2 separate regions of the Mus musculus genome follow, and region 2 is linked to region 1. A link is a contact called in public Hi-C data. All regions are on one chromosome and are shown on one strand. Each heading gives the region's core, a stretch centred on a gene start, on an enhancer-like site or on the middle of the called end of the contact. The rest is flanking DNA. Distances are from core to core; before and after follow the strand shown. Region 1 has its middle 85 kb from the start of Qpct. Region 2 has its middle 46 kb from the start of Rmdn2.

Evidence for each region. A called contact is a pair of places that touch in the nucleus more often than the background predicts.
Region 2: a Hi-C map of bone marrow-derived macrophages shows a contact between it and region 1, with 34 read pairs. The contact joins two enhancer-like sites. A contact is called at or near these places in 2 of 39 promoter capture datasets (the 3T3-L1 cell line and liver), 1 of 15 datasets of contacts at CTCF or cohesin (the NIH/3T3 cell line), 30 of 484 Hi-C or Micro-C datasets (the C2C12 cell line, the HL-1 cell line, the MC3T3-E1 cell line and 15 more), 7 of 115 datasets of contacts at active chromatin or transcription factors (SST interneurons, embryonic basal ganglia, embryonic fibroblasts and 2 more) and 1 of 9 other capture datasets (embryonic stem cells).

What each region holds. Positions count from the first base shown.
Region 1 is chr17:79,135,260-79,138,767 of GRCm38.p6, forward strand. No RefSeq gene overlaps it. Among named protein-coding and RNA genes, the nearest start is that of Qpct, 85 kb to the left of the region's middle. Within about 2 kb of position 1,327, at least 38 of the 459 cell types and tissues checked have an H3K27ac peak or open chromatin away from gene starts, as enhancers often do. A contact at or near this core is called in bone marrow-derived macrophages, where this site is marked.
Region 2 is chr17:79,567,247-79,570,884 of GRCm38.p6, forward strand. No RefSeq gene overlaps it. Among named protein-coding and RNA genes, the nearest start is that of Rmdn2, 46 kb to the right of the region's middle. Within about 2 kb of position 1,380, at least 3 of the 459 cell types and tissues checked have an H3K27ac peak or open chromatin away from gene starts, as enhancers often do. A contact at or near this core is called in bone marrow-derived macrophages, where this site is marked.

The sequences.
Region 1 (3,508 bases), core at 77-2,576:
TTCTCATTACACCCATCCCAAGGTCTAACTTGCATCTCAAAATACAAAAGAGGTGTGTTTTAGGTTGAGAGTCTGAGATTCTGTGAGGGCAAAACAAAGGACCATTAGAAGCTGGAGGAAGCTAGTTGTGAAAGAAAGAAGAGAGGCCTTGCTTTTCTTATTCAATTGTAAAGGGTTTTGCAAATTAACTGAGATATCCAAATGAATTCTGTTCATTTGCAGGCCTGGAGGCTGAAAGTCTCAACTATAAGGTTGGGCAGAGCCTTGTTTCCTCTGAATGCTAAAGAGTTGGAGGCCTTCTCTTTCCTCTCGCTGCTCTGGCAGCCCATGCTTTCTGGGTCTTAGAGCTGTGCACTAGTCCCTGCTTCTGTTCTGGAACCATATTATGTGTGTACCCCAGTTTCTCTTTTCTTAGAAGGAACCATTTCTATTAGAATTATTTCTATTACAGTATAGCCTCATCATTATGTTACATGCGACTGTCCTACTGACAGAGCTACATTTGGAAGTCCATGGGTCAGGTCTTCAATGTATCTTTTTAGAACATATGCTTCAACAGCTCCCTGTAGTTGAGTGGTCTGAGATTTCTTAGGGGAGAGGTGGAGCCTGGATTTCAGCGGAAGCCAGGAGCATGGGGGTAAGGATGACTTGTCTTAGGTTTTCTAAGCCAGAACAAGGGGTTGAAGACTTGGGGCAAGAACTGTAAGGCAACAGGGAAACAGGAAGCTCTGACTCATGTCCTGGGCTTAGACTGGATGCCTCACTGATCAACCCTGGAGAGCTGGCGAGGGACCGATGTTCACTGGAGCCCCGTGCACAGCCTCACTGCCTCTGCCTGGATGCTGCCACTCCGGGCCGTGCATATTCCATCTGGGTTAATGATATTTCAGTTGTTAACTTTTGTAAATGCCATCCCTGGGATAATGACTTAAGTGAACCTTAGCTTTAATTTATTCAGAGACAGAGCAAAAAAAGTTTTAAAATCTGGTAGTAAAGGAAAGTAAAAACAACTTGATGGGAGTATAAATTTAAGAAAAACCTTTTATTTCACTTTTTAAAGTGTAGGTGTGGTTTGAATGCATTTGCTGTCAAGCAGGAGGGCACAATATCCTACTGTGGGTTTGGGACCAGGCACACTGGTACTAGGTCAATATTAAAAGAGAAATAAAAGATTCCAGCTGGCAATTATTACCTACCAGGTGTCCTTTCTCATGAATGTCCTCTAGACTCCAGTCAGGGCACCGGGATGCGTGCCCTAAGTCATGGATGCTTTCTTAGTTTGGACTTTGCCCTGGCCATCTGGCAGGAGAAGGTACAGCTGCTTCCTCCTCATGAGGACAGTGGCACTTTGGCACACATGTACAGAGCATTGCCAGAGGCAAGTGACTCAGGAGTGGTCTGAGCCAGTTTTGACTTCTGCCTCTTTTTTTCCACTTTCTATGTGTTAGTGGCCAACTGACCTAGTTTCTGAGGAAACAAAGATCCATTCATTTACTTTAATAGTGTTTTTTTAAAAACCAGTAAAATTCCATTTAGATTTGTATGTTTTTCAGTTTATATAATTGATTTGAAGGTTACACATGTAAAAATGAATGAGACAGGTATGTAAGTCTGATAGGGTACTTCTGTCTTGCAGACATCTTAAACTTTTAATTCAGTGACCTGAATTAAGAAGTTAATATTGTTGAATTTCCCCTATCTTCATTGCATCACAGGATAGTGAATTAGTCAAGTCCTTGATAACTATCAATACGGATGAGAGATTAGATCACAAAGCTGCTGAGAGTGTATCCGTAAGACCTGGCTAATCTTTAGATTAAAGCTTATGAAAATGTTACCCAGTCTTCAAGTGTAGCTGCTAGACTCCTGGGAGAAGAGGGATCAGACACTGGCTTCCTTCTTGCAGAGTCTACTTTCAAGTAGGGAAAGCAGAGTAGGTTACTAGTACTGTCTATGGGAACCTAGGAGATACAAAAAAGGTGTTATTCATGCTGGGCTGAAGACAGAACAAAGGGTAGAAATGAAGCAACTGGCTTCACAGGTGATGCAGAAATGTGTTGGCATACATAGACATGGATGGCACATCGCTCACTCCCATGCTTCTGGTACTTGAGTTGATAGTATGAATGGAAGTAACTATTATTTTGAAAGGAAGCTGCACCTTCCAATGAAGGCCAATTAATTGGTTAAAACTTCCAAAGATTATAGAGAGTTCGGAATGTTACAAGTCCAAAGTCAGATCTTGGGCCATCTTCAGAGCTCTTCAAACTCATTTATTGACCTCTGTATGAGAGCTAAAGCCTCTGAGACCACATGATAAATCCTTTGGAATATGTGAACAGATAGCTAGACCCACTATCCAAAAGGCTAAAAGTGTCATTAGAAGCTGATAGCAGAGATCTTGAGTTTTGTTTTTAACTTACCTACCCAATGTTTCCACCAATGCGTTTTAAGATGTTTGATCCATGACTTTCTTTATTCTATTTATTATAGAATCTTAATGGAACTGTTTCCCATTGGAACATGGAAATTAGTCTAGCCCACTTCTCTGATCACAGTCACTCATATTTGGCTTCAGAATATCATCCCTCTTAATCCTTTTGAGGTGAGTTATGTGGGTTGTTGTTGTTGATGATGATGGACAGCGGTGGGTGGTGGAAGATTTAGAAGGAGGTAAAGCTGGATTGGAAGGGGCTGGGGTAGATTAAAAAGGTATTGTATGCCTTGCTAACTTGTTTTTTATGGGCTGTGCTATCTATATAGCTACAAAAATAACTTTTAACTGATATTTAGAAGGAGTTAAGATGGCTATAACACTCTGCCAACCTCTTTCTTTTTAGTCAAGCATCTGTCCAAGTCCTCAGCCTGAAAGCATTAGGACCATTTCAATGCTCACTGAAACTTATGATCCTCTGTGTGTGTGTGTGTGTGTGTGTGTGCATATATGTATTCATGTATGTATATATGTAGTACAGATGTGTATGTATGAATGTATGTATGTATGTATGTACATATGTATATGTATGAATTATGTATGTATGTATGTATGTATGTATGTATGTATGTATGTATGTATGTACTCCATTCCTGGATGACATTTATTGACTTTTATTTATTGTCTTTCACTTTTCAAATGTTGAAGACTTTAGAACTGAATTAAAGATTTGGGAAAATGTGTTCTACCAGATAGTTTTTACTAAGTCTTCTCTACTTTCTATCCCTTTCACCAACTGAATAAAGATTTTTATAAACTAAATGGGGATGAGAGATGGAAAATGAGGAATGTCTGATCCTGGGTAATCCTGGAAAGAGGGAAGATAGACCAGGTGGCCCTAGTGTGGCTGAAACAAAAGAGAACCTATATCCTTAGGCTGCTAGCCAGGTCCCTATGGCCGACTCCAGGAGAGATAGAGAGGGCTTGAGTAAGCTCCAGACCTTCCCAGTCACCTGGATAGAGGCAGTTGCAGACTATCATAGTGTGACTCGAGTATAGAAGGGAGATGGTAGG
Region 2 (3,638 bases), core at 130-2,629, 430 kb after region 1:
AAATATCCACCAAGTCACACCACACAACAAACCTCACAGACGAGATTTATTGGGAAAGACACGAGGTGGCTACCTCTGCTGGGCTGTGGGCAGATAGATGCAGCAGGGAATGGGGCAGGAGTCAGGTTTATATAGGGCTTGACGGGGAGGAGTTCCCCGGGGTAGAGATTTGCAGAGTGAGAACTAGTGAGGTTTCAAGTCCTGTACTCGGAGCAAGACCAGGGATTGGTGGGATTTCACAATGAGGGGAATTAGCGCGTTTTTGTGCTCTGAGATTGGTTGGTTTTCGTGCTCATGGATTAGAGGACTTTTATGCTGAGGGATTGGTGGAGTTCTGTTAAGAATTTTCAAGAGGAAATGGGTTAAGACCTTATACCCTACAATTATATCTGGTTCTGGTTCTGGTCTGCGATGCACTTTCCATCCAGCTGTACGGTGAGTGGGTCCACCATAATTCTCTGCCATGATGGACTGAAATCATGCGCTGAAATAAGTCTTTCCTTCCTTAAGTTGCTTCTGTCAGACATTTTGTCACAGTGACTAGAAAAGTAACCAATACAGGATCTGTTCCACCAATGACATATAATATTTTAAGCTACAATGTTACAATTAATTGATCCTTGCAATTGTCATGTAAATTGGTCAAGAGATAAGCAGTTCTGTCTACAGATGAGAGACCCCTGTCATGAAACACTGAGTGACTTACCCAAAGTTCAGGTCACGTATTTGTTTTGTTCTTATTTTACACACTGCATCCTTGTATGCCATCTGGAAGACTCCAGAGCCCATGGGTGAGTGCTTTCGTTTTATTTTCTGGTTTGTTCTTGACAACTAAATTCAGTTGTGATAATATCCATTTTTTTCCTAAAGTTATGGTACAGAAATAAATTGCTTGTGTTGGTAATGAAATTTTACTTTTACTCTTGATAATGAGAACTTGTACCCACTTCTCAACCTTCCCAATGTTGTGACCCTCTTCTATAGCTCCTCAGATTGTGGTGACACTCAACCAAAAAAAATTTTTTGTTGGTATTTCATAACTGTAATTTTGTTACTGTTATAAATCATAATGTACATTTTTTGGAGATAAAGGTTTGCCAAGGAGATTGCAACCCACAGATTGAGAGCCGCTGATCATACTATGGTTTCTCCTAGCATCTCAAATAAACTATGCATAACTCACATAAATGTCCAGCTCAATTATGTGCTTAATTTTAACCTCTCATTGGAATAAAAATATTTACTTTTATACCATTTGTGTGTGTGTGTGTGTGTGTGTTTTGTTCTGATGGTTTTTTTAATGGCTAAAAAAGAAGAGATTGGTATATACAGGGAAATGTTTGTATCTTTTGACAATCAGCAGTGCCATCTACTGTCAAGTACTAAAATTAGGAAGTAGCAACTTGTCATTGAATATCTGGGTTTAGGAAGGGAAAAGCAATTTCATGATCTGGGACTTATTAATAAATATAGATTCTTAGTCATGGTTTTATTTTGTATTATATCCTTAAGCAACCTGTATAGTCATATAGTCATATAGTCATTCGTAATTATGTAATGTTGCAGACCTCCACCTTTGGAAGCAGTATTAATTAAAATAAAAATAAACTCAGGGAACAGCTCAATAGCTACACATTTTCTCTTAGGCACAGCCTTCACATCTGTAAGACTTGAACAATTATACTTAGGAAGTGGTTTTGCTAACTAAACAATGGGTAAAATTTACTTCCAAAGCAAGCATAACAAAAACTTCTAGAGTAATATGGTGTCTGCTTGGGAGGATGGTAGATGCCAGACTATGCCAGGAGCCTTCTTCTCAGCCATCTGAGAGATGGATAGTCTCTAAGATGGCAGGTGCCAATGCCAGGATGATGTAGCTAAGCTAAGGCTGGGAGTAGGTCCAGTTATTCACCTGGTTCCACAGTTATTCTCATCTCATACGTTACATCACAAAACAGGACTCAGAATACCCACCTCATAAATCCCAGGGCATGCTCACCTCAGGTCCTCCAACGAAGACTTGCTTTTTACATGTTAGTATGAATTCTGACCTTTGTACTTGGATAAGTGAACCATATTGCAGATTTGGTCTAAGTTTGCTTACTTGTGTTATTAAAAGAATAAGTCCGGGAATCCTCTAAAATAGTTCATCAAGGCAGAGAAGAGAGGCAGGGGCCAGAGGCAGCTGGTGACATTGCATCTTCAGCCAGGAAACACAGACAGCTGGACATTGGTCCTCATGTCCTGTTCTCCGTCATATTCATTCAGAGCCAGGCCCATGGGAGGATGGTGCCCTCAGTTAGAGCCGGTCTTCCCACTTCAATTAACCTAGTCCAGAAGCTCCCTCGTAGGCACAGGCAGACTTTTAGTATCATGTGATTCTAAGTCCCATCAAATGGACAATGGAGATTTGTGATCACAGGGTAGACAGGTGTGAGACTTTCTTCATCATAAAGGGTCATGGCTGACACTTCTGTACCAACAGCAAACAGGCTTAAAGAAAGGAAGCACCAAATGTCTATTTAATAAAATATGGGGGGTGGAAGCTTTGATAATGAAACTCAAGGACTCAGGAAAAAATGTTTTTTCTTCCTCCTCCTCTTCCTCTTTCCCCACTTCCTCTTTCTCCTCCTACTCCTCCTGCTCCCCTCCCCCTCCTTTTCCTTCCCCCTCTTCTTCTCTGCTCCTCTTCCTTCTCCTCCTCCTTTTCTTCTTCTTCTTTGCTTCCTCCAGGTATTGGAGTCAGTTGTGTGTAAATCTGATTGGAGAACAGAATATAATCTGACACCAGTAGACTGATATCAAGTAGGCAGCCAGCAAAAAAGGTCTGTCCTGATCCTTCTTGGCCTAGCATGAAGCACCCTTTCCTCTTGGGTAATCAGAGTCTGCAAGGAAGAGGAGAAAGAAAATTACCTTTCCAGATGTTATGACTTGCTTTAGAGGACAACAACCCCAATTCCTGTGACTTGATTTAGGCGAGAGGATTTGGAGACAGTAGAGCAGGAGAGAGTCATAGAGACTGTCCCTCTAAGTCTAAGGCCTCCTAGTGTCCTTCAGTAGTTTATAATCCTCATCATGCCAAAACACCATAACGAGAGGCACTGCTTTCTCAGCCCTAACACTCCTACGTGCCAGGTAGAAAGTGTTCTAGGTATGAATGGTAAAACAAAGAAAAAGAGAGAAAAGCCCACCACTGTGGCTTTTGGAGTCAGTGAGGGTACCCAAGTGGTAGCAAGGAATCTACCAAATAAGCTAATAAGAACTGCCATAGAAAAACAGCAAAGCTTAGATACCAAGAAGGACAGGCTCAGAATAATCTCTGTGGACCAATGAGCAAGGAGCTGATGACATGAGGGGGGCATGTTCTGGCAAGAATTCTCTCAGAAAGAGGGAGAAAGCATCAGGGTGCCCCATCACAGAGGTACATTTGGCTCAACAAACACCAAGAGGCAGTCCTTTCATTGTGAGTTGTCATATCTGAGAGTTTGTTTGTTTGTTTCCTTTAGGGTGCTCCATGATCCTACAACTTAAGGTACATGTAAGTGCTGGCCATGTCTGTGCATATAGACATACAGACATGATAGACAAACAGTCTGGTTTTACAGTGTGCCTCAGAACATGTAAAGAAAAGTAGCCAA